Linked DNA regions of Mus musculus: all the other regions are linked to region 3. A link is a contact called in public HiChIP or PLAC-seq data. All regions are on one chromosome and are shown on one strand. Each heading gives the region's core, a stretch centred on a gene start, on an enhancer-like site or on the middle of the called end of the contact. The rest is flanking DNA. Distances are from core to core; before and after follow the strand shown.

The links. HiChIP or PLAC-seq counts read pairs in DNA pulled down with a chosen protein or histone mark.
Region 1: an H3K4me3 HiChIP or PLAC-seq map of craniofacial prominence shows a contact between it and region 3, with 3 times the contacts expected there. The contact joins the enhancer-like site here to the promoter of Hoxd1 in region 3. A contact is called at or near these places in 4 of 39 promoter capture datasets (embryonic stem cells, frontonasal cranial neural crest, hematopoietic stem and progenitor cells and 1 more), 1 of 15 datasets of contacts at CTCF or cohesin (the NIH/3T3 cell line), 1 of 484 Hi-C or Micro-C datasets (embryonic stem cells) and 10 of 115 datasets of contacts at active chromatin or transcription factors (craniofacial prominence, embryonic basal ganglia, embryonic hindbrain and 6 more).
Region 2: a contact with region 3 is called in an H3K4me3 HiChIP or PLAC-seq map of craniofacial prominence, with 2.9 times the contacts expected there. The contact joins the enhancer-like site here to the promoter of Hoxd1 in region 3. A contact is called at or near these places in 2 of 39 promoter capture datasets (liver and pre-B cells) and 7 of 115 datasets of contacts at active chromatin or transcription factors (craniofacial prominence, embryonic basal ganglia, embryonic forebrain and 4 more).

Annotation. Positions count from the first base shown.
Region 1 is chr2:75,027,157-75,031,243 of GRCm38.p6, forward strand. No RefSeq gene overlaps it. Among named protein-coding and RNA genes, the nearest start is that of Gm46748, 32 kb to the right of the region's middle. Within about 2 kb of position 2,420, at least 18 of the 459 cell types and tissues checked have an H3K27ac peak or open chromatin away from gene starts, as enhancers often do. A contact at or near this core is called in the NIH/3T3 cell line, craniofacial prominence and embryonic limb bud, where this site is marked.
Region 2 is chr2:75,100,475-75,104,569 of GRCm38.p6, forward strand. No RefSeq gene overlaps it. Among named protein-coding and RNA genes, the nearest start is that of 2600014E21Rik, 35 kb to the right of the region's middle. Within about 2 kb of position 1,272, at least 16 of the 459 cell types and tissues checked have an H3K27ac peak or open chromatin away from gene starts, as enhancers often do. A contact at or near this core is called in craniofacial prominence, where this site is marked.
Region 3 is chr2:74,760,333-74,764,566 of GRCm38.p6, forward strand. It overlaps Hoxd1 (homeobox D1), which reads left to right and starts at 2,648. Exons shown (of 2, transcript NM_010467.2): 1 at 2,648-3,421; 2 at 3,723-4,234. The coding sequence starts at 2,770. The coding sequence ends at 4,057. Haglr (Hoxd antisense growth associated long non-coding RNA) reads right to left here and starts at 2,564. Exons shown (of 3, transcript NR_110445.1): 1 at 2,447-2,564.

The DNA.
Region 1 (4,087 bases), core at 1,170-3,669, 270 kb after region 3:
TTAAGGAGCACAGAGTATATGTTTTCAAGTCAATAGAGAGCAGTGGGTGGGTTCCATTGATTGGGGCTGATTCTCTCACCCGAGAGCATCTGGTGGTGGGGAGGTTTAAACATGAAAAGTCCGTCTGCCAGCTGCAGCTGCATGAATACTGCAGACGCATCTGCAGAACAGACCGTCTATTTCACGTGTGGAAAAGGGCAAGAGGAGACTCCCTCAATGAGGCAAAACACATCTCCCCTCGGATTCCAAAGGCCTCAGAGAGCTCATCTTTCCCCCTCCCTTATCTTTTTCTCTCGGCCTGTCTTATGTGAAGGCGCTGCCCTGGTTTATGTCTTTGGCACTCTCTTTCATCCAGTGGAATTTGTGCTGTGTCTTAAGAGATCTTCTGAACCATGAGTAGCATATTAATTAATTATTGAGTTAGTGAAACAAATTGCACATCAGTGTATTTTATAATTATTCTCCAATTAGATTTGGTTTATCGAGTTAGAGGAGAATGGGATTTCTGGTTAGGCTAGAGAGAACAGCAGGCAGGGCTATGTTCTGAACTGGAAACCGTTGTGAGCTTTCCTACTTAATAAATGCAAGCAGCGCATGTACGCGCAGCAGCTGGAAGAGTGTGGAGGGAGCAGACCCCCAAAATCAGATGGCCCGCACCTTCTCTGCAAGTCTTCTCCCACATTTTGGAAAGACGACAGATTAAATGCAAGAGCAAGCAATGGCCTGGAGGGGAAGGCACAAGGTGGGAGACGAGGAGAGGGGCTGATGTGTTATTAGCAGAGTGTCAATAACACAAGTGTCAGGAATTTAAACTGCCTCAGATGCTAGAACAATTTGGGGCTCAGGCTATAAGGGAAGGAATCTAGACATCACAATGAACACTATATCCAAATGGATACATATATCCATTAAGACCCTATTTGAAAAACAAAAATCAGCCAAGAATTCCTTGCAAGTGGTGACTCTCTTATCTTCATGATTCCAGGAGTGGCTTTAGAGTGCATGCTGCTGCGATGTTTCGTTTCTAGCTTCGGACTCTGTTCACTTGTGTATTGTTCCATAGAGAAAGCCGGGCCACCCGTACTTACCAATATCCCAGGCACTCGGGCCACTAGTTCCTGTCGAACGTCACCTTCCCGGAAGTGACTTCACCTCACTCCAGGAGCCTTTGCCAAGCCATGATGGTTTTTGAATACTCAAAATGCCTTCCTGGGATCTTACCCAGCACAGCCCACTCTGCTGGCTCCCCCACCCACTCTCTGCACTTTCTCTTGCTCTCCCCGGCCTTCATTGTCTAACACAGCTCTGCCTCCCCCTCAGGAAGCCATCATGCTTCCTCTACCTTCAGAGACCACAGTGCTTCCTTCTGAACCAGTTTATCAGCTGTTTGTGATGGTATAAATCATTGTTGATAATGCTGTTAACATATTAAGGCTCTATCCATGCCTTGTCTCTTGGAAGTCAGTTCTTTAAGAAGAGTGGTTTCTAATACTCCCATAGACCCTCCAAGAGTGTATAGTATACAGTTAGAGCTCAATAAATGTACAATAACTAATTGCTAAACAATAGCAAAAAAAACAAAAGGGAAAAACTATCACAAAGTTTTAAGAAACATTTCTTTCATAGTTTTTACTGCTTTTTTATTAATATTATACTTATTAAATTTAATTATTTAATTTGATAGATGCTAACCTAAAATATAAACAAATCACCAGCTTTTTTTTAAAAAAGCATTTGATTTGTATTAAGAGGGGATTAAACATATGAACCATTTTATTTCTTGGCACATATTTCTCCTAAAATGAAATGGAACAATATTAGTTTGAAGAAATTACTAATTTTCATCACATTGTTTTGCAGTGATCTGCTTCCTTTGCTTATTTATTAACCAGATATTTCAGAAACACACTAAATATATGCCAAAAGTCATAAAAGTGAGTCAAACATTCCCAATTGAAATATACATTAAAAGCAAAGAGGGGTCATATGGCCTTTCTGGTCCCTCCCACATAGAAGTATTCCATGTCTGACTTTTTCCAGTGACAGTCCCGTGCTCGTGCTGGGCAGGAGCCCCAGGTGCTCATCTGTTCAGTCACAAGCCCCACTGTGATATGCAGTGTGCTGCTAGAGGCAACTAAGTGGTTAACTGTGATTCAGGGACCCAGCCAAACTCAAAAGCAGCGTGTTCACCAAACCGCCCTCTTTCCCCACTATTTTCTCTGGAGCAATCCCAGCTCTAATTAAAATGTAATATTCTCCTTATGTGATTCCTTGGAAAAGTTTGTGGAATGACCACCTAATCCAGACCAGGTTTCCCAGCTGTTCCCTGGCTTGGCTGGCATTCTCATGCACACAGCCCACACCCCAGCTCCTCGTCTATATACTTACCATATGACCTCCCTCCCCTCCCACGTCTCCCCTGCTGTCTCCCATATACTGTACATAACTTCCTGACTCATACTGTTGTGCCTTCAGCGTAGAAGAGCCATTACTGGAGCGCAGAGGGCCAAGAAAAAAGTAATACTGCCCCTGCAGAGCACTTTAACGCCATTTACAATGGAAAGAACAACTTTGAACTGCTTCCAAAATAACAGGCATTTAAAATCACTTCTGTTTGCCGTTGAGATGGATTTTGCAGTAACCTTTCCAAACCTGCTTCCTCTGAATGGTTTTTAGTCTACAGAGTGGCTTTCTCAATGAAAATTTAAAATGGTGCCCATTTGAACATGACATACACCACAAAAGGCAATTTCCCAACATGCTGACAGTCACTCATGAAACCAGGGTCTGATGTCGCATCTCAATGATGATTATATAAGCACGGAGATATTATGAAACACTGCTTCAAACACAGGATTAATAAAAGCAGATGCTGGGGCGTACGTCTGATAAAGGAATCGCTTAGCACAGCTCTGTGAATTCAATTTCCCACGTCTGTCCTCACACACATCTTTCTGTAAACCTTACATCCCTTTAGCCTTTTCATCCAGCTTCATCAGATGTTATGAGGATTTCTCAACCAGCGCTTACAAAATGGCATTCTACAAGTGAAATCCATAAGTCTTGACCCACTTTGGTTTTGATCAGCTTGGGTTTTTTTTTTAACTAAGTTATCATTCAATAATAAGTTATGGTTCAAGAGCTAATATTTTAAAGTTGTAATAGCCCATTCACAAATTGAGATTCTCTGCTTATTCTGAGAGATCATTTAGTGTGGACCTGTCATGGCCCACAGCTCAGTGGATCACATGACAGAAGCAAGACTCTCCCTAGAGCTCCCGGCTCCATCCCCTCTTTTCCACCACTCACTTGGCATTTTAATTTAACATTTTGGGTTATAACGTCATTGGTTCAAGTATTTTACAGACAGAAACTTGGCCACACAATTGTGTTAAGCCATATGTTCTTATTCATCTTGAAATCTGAATTCTTTCACAATAGAGTATTTCCCACTTACCTAGATTCTTGACCCAGGTCACCAAGGGAACCGCTGCCTATCACACAGCATACCCAAGGTATGATGAGAAAAGACTTAGGACACATGAAGCCCTGACCCACATCCAATTGCGTAGTGCTGAGAATATGGCTTAAATGTCTTGTGTTCCAGAATTCATATCAATAAAATAGAAACCCCCCCCCTCACTTGCTAATTCTCATCAGGAAAGTTTGCTGAAACATGGAACTGGTTCCACCCAGAGCTTCTGACACATTAGCTCTAGGCTGGGACTTAGGCACATGCATTTTTCACAAGTTCCCACGGGATGCTGCAGGTCCAGGGCCACACACCGAGAACTTCTATCTGGCCTAATTGCTGTAGATTATAGGCTATAGTTACAGAAAACACAGGATACAGTGAACTAGTCGTTTTTTTGATGGAAAGTAAAGAAGTTGTTTATTTTGTTAGTAATTTGGCATATTATTGTATTTGATATGTTATACGAGTGAGGAATCCAGATAATTATTTCATTTCTGAAATTTGTAATTTTTTTTTTTTTTTTTGTAAAGCAAAACAGAAAATTCAGACCCCAAGCTTACTTCGGTCTTACTCGGAGCTCTGGTTCTCCCATCTGCACACAAGAAAAACCAA
Region 2 (4,095 bases), core at 22-2,521, 340 kb after region 3:
GCCCATCTGTGATCACTCACCACCATTGCTCAGACTGACCATGGTTCAAGTTCACATTAACACTTCAGAAAGAAAGAAAATGACTATTAGATACTCAGGTTATTGTGATTAATATATGCCCATTTTTATTTCCAAGATTTCCTTAATTTGGTAATTAATGTTCATGAACATCCCTGAGAGAATGTAAATGAATATAATTCTGTCTCTAAGAATATTAAAATTGAAAATGATGACAAAAATATATAGCCCTATAACTAACCTCTCAGCCTTTAATATCTCTATCTCTCTCTCTCTCTCTCTCTCTCTCTCTCTCTCTCTCTCTCTCTCTCTTTCTCTCTTTCTCTCTCCCTTTGTGTCACTTTCTTGGAGGGAGGATGGGGGGGGCAGGGAAGAACAAGGGTGTCATTTGTGAAGGCACTGGACGCTGTCTACCACAGATCTCTTTAATAACATTGGCAGCAGTTCCAGAATTGATTTGTATCGATTTATATGCCAATGCAAGATCACTGGCACATATTATCTTGTCTTACATCATCATCAACACTTAATTGTGATTCTTTTCATAGTAAAACAGAAAAATTAATTTCCCAATTTTTTTATTACAAAGCGAAATGCCACTCTACAAATCAGGTTTTGATAATTTTGACAGCAATTAATGTTTTTCTCTATAGTAATATAGGAACAAATCTTGATTTCTGAATTAGGGAGAGAAGAAGGGGGAGAGGGAGGGAGGGAGGGCGGGCAGCTGGCACAGGGATCTCCCCATCTGCATAGTCTTCCCTACACTGGGTTGCAAACAGAAGTTTACTGTGGCCATTTGCCCTGAAAGACGTGGACCCTCCATGACATTTGCACACTGCTTTAACTAACAGTCGTTTCCTGTGTTCTGGGTCTGAAGCCCCGAACTTGGCACTTCATTTCCTCAGGTCATTCAATACTTGGAACAGCCCTGCGAGTTAGGTGTCCTTATTTTCCCATTTTATAAAGGAGAAAACTGGCACCAAGAATGTCTAGGCAAGAAGATCTTGTGTTGCGGGTCAGCTTGGCCTATATAGTCAGACTGTCTGGACGCAAAACAAAACAACGTGACGAACAAAAAAAACCCAAAACGGACACTGTTTCAAGGCTGCACACACAGTGGGCCTATTGCTGTCTGTGGACAGATTTCCTCTGAGTCAAATGCCTGTTTCTGCTCTAAAACTGCACCGATTGGTTCAGACCCAACACCACGCCCCCAAGCACGATCAGATCCCGCCTTATTGCTAGCTGGTTCACCTTACCAGAACCGTTTCCTTTGAAGTGGAGTAGTCTCCCAGCAGTGCTTCTCTCGCCCAGAGCAATCCTGGTAGCTCCTGCCTTTGATGGGGTACTGGGAATGTAAAACTCTTCATTATCCCATTAGCCATAATCTCTTCTGCTAAGCCTAATAATTTATGAACACTATTTAAGCTAATGTATAGTTGCATGATTTTACGGCTAGTCTACTTTTTCACGAGGTGACACATTTAGGTGTGTAGATCCTCGGTGGGATTTTCTGAAGGGAGAGATTAGATGACTTTGACAGGACACCTTTGTAGAATCCCTTCCTTCCCAAGGGCCTGCAGAGACGACCGCAGCGTCCCTGTGAGTGGAGGAGGCTTGAGGTGCAGGAGCCATCAGAAGAAGACTTTCGCGATTGCTGCTCAGGTTTCATGACAGAGGGAAATCTTGGGGGAAGTACAGGAGCCTCCATTCCAACCTCCCCACTAAGCAGCTTTCATAAAAATTAGTAGAGGCCATTAGACGACAAGTGTAAGAAAGATTCATATTGACCCTTTAGCAGAAAGGAATTTATTGCAAAGTCACATGTGGACTGGAATTGAGAAGAGGCGAAGTCTTAGGGGTGGAGGATGCTGCAAGATGCCAGTCCCAGTATCCTTTGTCTCTCTTCTCTCTCCCTCCCCTGCCCACCCCCTCCCCTGCCTTTCCCCCCTCCTCTGTCTCTCTCCCTCCTCTCCCATCTTGATCTCATGGTGTCTGCTCTCTGGAGCCTCCCATCTCCTCCCTAGGTCCACTGTTCCAACCTAGCTGCTCAGTTTATTCCCTCTTCTCCAGACATTATAACACAGCCAAGGGGCCAACTGGGGCCTTTTATTTAGGTGGCTCAAGCTGTAGAGCAAATTTGTACTTGAATTTTTTAAAAATCAAGTTGTACATTGTTGCCAAATAATCACAGAATCTTAATTTATTCAAAGGAAAGCGTTAAGGCTGCTACAGCCTATCTATCTATCTATCTATCTATCTATCTATCTATCTATCTAATTTTTTTTTCTTTTGTGTCTTCAGCAGACTCCTGCTTTTTTGTTGTCCTGACTTTCTGTAATGGAAGCTTGTCCTTGTGACAATTCACTTAACCGGCCAGTCCATAGACATCCTTGTCAGGAGTGGGAAAGCACCTCACTGTGCAATGGTCCACAAATATAGCAATCTGCTGTTGTTACTGTTTGTTAATATGTATTGATTAATCTAATTCCTGTCCCCCCAAGTTGACCAAACAAATTCAACTTTCTCTCTCCTTCCATGTGAAGACTTACAGTGGCTAAGCTATGGACGGTTTTGTTTTTTTGTTTTTTGGGTTTGTTTTCTTTTTTAATGGTTTAACACACCCATGGGTCTCCTGTAAATATCTATAGAGGAATAATTTCAAATTCAGACAAATGGCTTGGATTTTTGGATGAGTTGAATAGTCAGGAGGCATAGTCAAGGGATCCTGGAGATACTTGGGCAGGAATAGGTTGGTAGGTTGGTTGGGGGGTGCTTTGAAAAGACTATTTTCATTTTTGGATCCAACAAAACCATTCATGTTAAAAACCATGTGTGGTCTTTCCTTGCGCTCGAAAACTTGGCCCATTTCTTCACCTTTGATACGCCCACCACCTCTCTTAATGCAGTAACATGCCTGTTTCATTCTCTTCCAACCTTCCCCACCAACACAGACTTAGATTAAAAAGAGATTGCAAAAGATCGGTTAGAAGGAAGCAGACACACTTCAGCAATCTGCGTGCTCGGGGCACTGAGGCCAGATCTCTTGTGTTTGTCCCATTTTTTTTTGTCCCATTTCTCATTTAAAAAAAAATAGAGACCATCACTCTCAAAGAAGCTCAAAGCAGAGAGAAAGAGTTTATAAATATTTAGATAACAGACACTTTAAGATATGTTTACAAGAAACAGTCTTTGGCACTTCATAATTGCATTTAATTAAGGTTAATAATTAGCTTTGTAAAGAACCCAAAGCAAAGAAAAGAATTAGACAAATGATCTTAGACCTGGAGATGCAAAATTCTCCAAGTGCCTAAGACTCACTGGAGGGTTTCCCAAGCTTTCTACTGGGAACATGGATGACAACAGATCGAATCTGAGCCCCAGTGCTGAATACCTCGGCTCTGTTCATGGGCTGGTGATAAGGTAAAAGATCAGAGATGTAAAGACCTAATAAAAAGAAATCATAGAAAGAAAGGTGCTATCTGTGTATTTATCCAAGGTGATGTTGCCCAGACCCTCTCAAGAATGCTGCTACGTGGTATCAGCTATAAAACGGTTAAGAGGTAAAAACAAACAATGAAAACAAGACCCTCAAGTAAACAGACAAACAAACAAAAATCCCAAGAGTCAGCCAGAGAGCGCCTGGGCTCAGCATCCTTTCATCCCTGGGAGGGCGCTGGCCTTTGAAGGCTGCACAAAAGGCTGAGAGTGGAGCTTTACAGCAGCACAGAAATGGAGCCTGTTACTGCACTCATATAGTTGGCATGTGCATGCATGTGCGTGTGAGAAGGACATGTTACTACTCTCTCCTGGGACCTGTGAAATAATGCATAGAGCCCCGGCATCGAAGGGCTGGGTCTACATGGGTATTAAGACTTGACCTTGCCGATGGGTTTATTGTATGTCTAAAGTCACAGTGATCAGAGGCAGTTAGCTAACAGGACAGGGAGTCACAGGGATCTTCCAAAAGTAGAGTCTGATGGCAAAGACTCATGTGGGGGATGTATCTGGGGTGGGGGGTGGGGTCCAGTTGATCAAGGGTGAAAAATAGAAAGTTGGGGATGGGGGAGTCAG
Region 3 (4,234 bases), core at 1,398-3,897:
TTCAAAGCATTCCTACATCAAACACATTCTGGCAATGGGGCCCCTCGGCTGTCACCTCCCATGGAGAGCCCACAGCACCAAGACTCAGAGGGGCAAGTGGCCCTTAGGGATTCAGGACTTACACATTAATATAATTTGTAAGACATTTCCTTCCTATTCTGTTCACACTAGAGACAAACTGGGTAGTTACTAAAAATATTCTCTATTCACATATTTTTAAGCACATTTCCCCCAATAATACCTTCCAGCCTCTCCTCAGATGATTATAAACTGAGATTACTCTGAAGTATGAGCTGGAGATAGTTTCAGAGCATTTGCCTAATCTGTGTGAGGTTTGGGTATATATTCTCTCTCTCTCTCTCTCTCTCTCTCTCTCTCTCTCTCTCTCTCTCTCTCTGTGTGTGTGTGTGTGAGAGAGAGAGAGAGAGGGGGGGGGGGGGAGAGAGATCGATCTCTTAGACTTGAAGTACAGCAAACGGAAACAGGATGAACCTTGCAGGAATGAATCTTGCTCCTTTTCCTTAAGGATATCTTTTTCTAGGCATAATAAAGTGTCCTTACCTAGTGCAAATGGCAAACATCTGCTGAATTCAGGCATGGAATGAAATGACCAGAGGTTTGGCTTCCAACAAACAACAAGCAAACCAACTCAAGGGCTGAGTATGTAGCTCAGTGGTAGAGTGCTTGCTTAGCACGTTGTCAGGCCCTGGGTTGGATACCCAGCACATCAAAACCAAAATAAAAGAAGACAGCAGTCTGAGCTCCAGAGCATAGGAAACCCCAAGGACTCAAAAACTAAAAGAAGAGAGGATGATAAACAGACCATAGCTCTCTGGTATGGATTCATCAGGGAGCTACAATTGGGTCTGAACAAATACTAAAACTACTCCAACCTCCACATCTGATGTCCACTCTCAATACAACCGTTAAAACAAAACAGCAACAATAATACAAATACCAACAGCTGCTCATTTCATTTTAGTACGGTTTCTACTTCAAGCAAAGACAGAATCGCCAAAAAATATGCTTCAGGGAAAGCAAATAATGGGTAGTTTTAGGTGGAAGGTCTGTTTTTAGTAGAAGGATTCTACTTTCCGTTCATTGTCAAGAACCCCATACTCTTGTAACGGTGTGCTCAGTCACGTGACCATTCCCAAGTCTAGGTGCTTAAGCTGCACCAGGTCCACCTCACTAGCATAATAGGCGTTTGCTGTAGCTTTATTTACTTACAAGTCCACAGCCCTGAAAGGGGCTCACTCCTGGACTATGAGGCCTGAGTGGAATTTTAGGCAAGTGCTCAATCGCTGTCTCATGACGAGTGGATACATAAAGCAATAACAAAACCTCACTCATTCTAACTTGGAGGCTGCAAAAGATCAAGTTTTCAAGGGCACTTGAATAAACCTGGAGCCGACTCTTTAGACTCGTCAATACAGAGGCTTTTAGAAAACCACCTTCATTTACTTATGGCTGTGTGCAAATAACCTGTATTTATTTCTCTTGGCGTTTTTCTACTGCCCTAAAGAGGACAACATGAAAAGAGATGGTTAAGGAAGCTGGAAAGTTTGTCCGTGTAAAGCCTGTCTGTATGACCCTTCTCCTCTCCATTTCCTGTGCCAATTACACTTTTATTTCCCGGCTCTCTACACTCAGTAAACAAACCATATTATCAAGGGAAAGACGTGAGCCCATTAACATCGTGAGCCCTCAGATTACACTCGCAAGAGACGACGCAGCACTTATCTGATGGAACAGAAGCTTTAATTGCTTTAAGGTACAAGCCAGTCCAAAGCTCTGAGATCTGACCAGTCCCCAGGATGCCCAGCGCCCTCCAGCCAAGAGTCTCAGTGAAAGCGTGCGCAGCTCGCGTGCCAGCCTTCTAAATAGTGTACAAGGGCCTTTCTGCCACAGAGTGGATTCCGTATTCTGATGACCTCATCAGAAGGGAAAATCCAAACTTATTTTCTGCCCAAATCGACACTGACACTACAAACATCCATTCTCACCACGTCGCCACAAATTGGAAGGGGAGCTGAAGAGGATAAATTCTGGGGGCGGGGGGGAATGGTGCAAAGAAAAGCTAGTGAAAATGATTTCACCCCCCGCGCCCCCGCGGCCCCCCCCCCCGGCCTAGGTGGTCCCAGGAGTCATTGGTGAGGCAGAAAAGAGGGAAGATGCAAGGAATGTCTGTTCTAGGTTTAGGACAAGAGGGATTTCTGGGTCAAGGAAACCCGAATGCACCCCCCCCCCCCCAAAGAGGGGCAAGAGTAACTTGACCTTCTCAGAGGGAGGGCTGGGTAGAGTCCCCTCAGGGCAAAAGCAATACTGTTACCCAGCATCATCCAGGCTCGCCCATCATTCCCCGGGAAATAGCCCAAGGGGTCCCGAGAGGGACCAGCCCTGACCGCTGCATCCCTCGCCCTTCCCTGCCTTTCTCCCGCAATACCTGTCCCAGGAGCTGATGTCCAGGGCTCTCGCCCCGCCCTTCCGCCGGCGCCGCTCTCCCCCGAGCTGGGCGGAGGCCCCTCAGCCACTTTGGCTAAGTTGGCAGCAAGGCAGGCGCGTGGAACCGCACTCCAGTCGGGACCGGCCAGTGCGGGGAAGGCGCCGATTGGCTGGCTGGCGCCACGTGGCTGCCGCCGCCGGTATATGAAGCCACTATTTACCTCGGGCTCGCTCGCCATGGCTCGGCGAGGGCAGCGGGGGTAGCGGGAAGGCGGAGCTGCGCAGACCTGCAGGGTGCGGCGCCTAGGTCGTGCGGAGCGAGCCATGAGCTCTTACCTGGAGTACGTGTCGTGCGCCGCGGGCGGTGGCAGCGGAGGGGTAGGCGGCGACGTGCTCGGCTTCGCACCCAAGTTCTGCCGCGCCGACGCGCGCCCTGTGGCCCTGCAGCCGGCCTTCCCCCTGGGCAGCGGAGACGGCGCCTTCGTGAGCTGCCTGCCCCTGGCCACCGCTCGGCCCACGCCGTCGCCTCCCGCAGGCCCCGCTCAGTCCCCGGTCCCACAGCCCGCCGCGCCCCGGTACGCGCCCTGCACCCTGGAAGGCGCCTACGAGCGGGGCGCCGCACCTGCCTCTGCCGCCGAGTATGGCTTCTTGGGGTCCGGGCCGGCGTTTGACTTCCCGGGCGCACTTGGGAGAGCGGCGGACGAGGGCGGGGCGCACGTCCACTATGCCACCTCGGCGGTCTTCTCCGGCGGGGGATCATTCCTGCTCAGCGGCCAGGTGGACTTCGCTGCCTTTGGCGAGCCTGGCCCCTTCCCCGCGTGTCTCAAGGAGCCCGCAGACGGCCACCCCGGGCCCTTTCAGACTGTGTCCCCGGCCCCTGGAGCCTGCCCCAAGCCGGCCTCTCCCACCTCCAGCCTCCCGGCCGCCCACAGCACTTTCGAGTGGATGAAAGTGAAGAGGAACGCCCCCAAGAAAAGTAAGGAGGTGGGCGCTGAGGGGAGGCACCTGGGGGTTCGGGGGGGGGGGGCGCCTCCTTCGTGAAGAGCCGGGAGCGTGTGGCCACCAACCCTGGAGAGAGATTCTACTCCTAAGCCCTGGTCAGAGCCCAGGGTCAGAAAATGCCCCAGGAGCTGAGAGGCCTCAGCAGAGCGCTTCTTCTGGTTCAGCTGTGTCCATCACTCAGGAGGGCTGCGCTGTGACTTTGATTCTAAGTCTTAGCTCCACTGGATAGTTTCAGCATCTCCTCCTCCTGCTCACACCTTGTCTTTATGTTGCAGGCAAACTGTCCGAATATGGAGCCACAAGCCCTCCCAGTGCCATCCGCACAAATTTCAGCACCAAGCAACTGACAGAGCTAGAGAAAGAGTTTCATTTCAATAAGTACCTAACTAGAGCCCGACGCATCGAGATAGCCAACTGTTTACAGCTGAATGACACCCAGGTCAAAATCTGGTTCCAGAACCGTAGGATGAAGCAGAAGAAGAGGGAACGAGAGGGGCTTCTGGCCACAGCTGCCTCTGTGGCCTCGATTAAGCTTCCCCGGTCAGAAACAAGTCCCATCAAATCTGGCCGGAATCTAGGAAGCCCTTCTCAGGCTCAAGAGCCTTCCTGAGGCCCACTCTTAAGGCTGAGGACCTTGGGTCTACAGAAGTCACAGACTGCTCCCCACCTTTGAATAGACTTGAGAGCTTAGTTTGGGCTGGAGGTGGGCATGGGTAGAAATTAATACGGATTTTACTTGGCAAAGGAATTGTCTAAATTGGCTTCTGAGTTCCAGAGGCTGTGTATA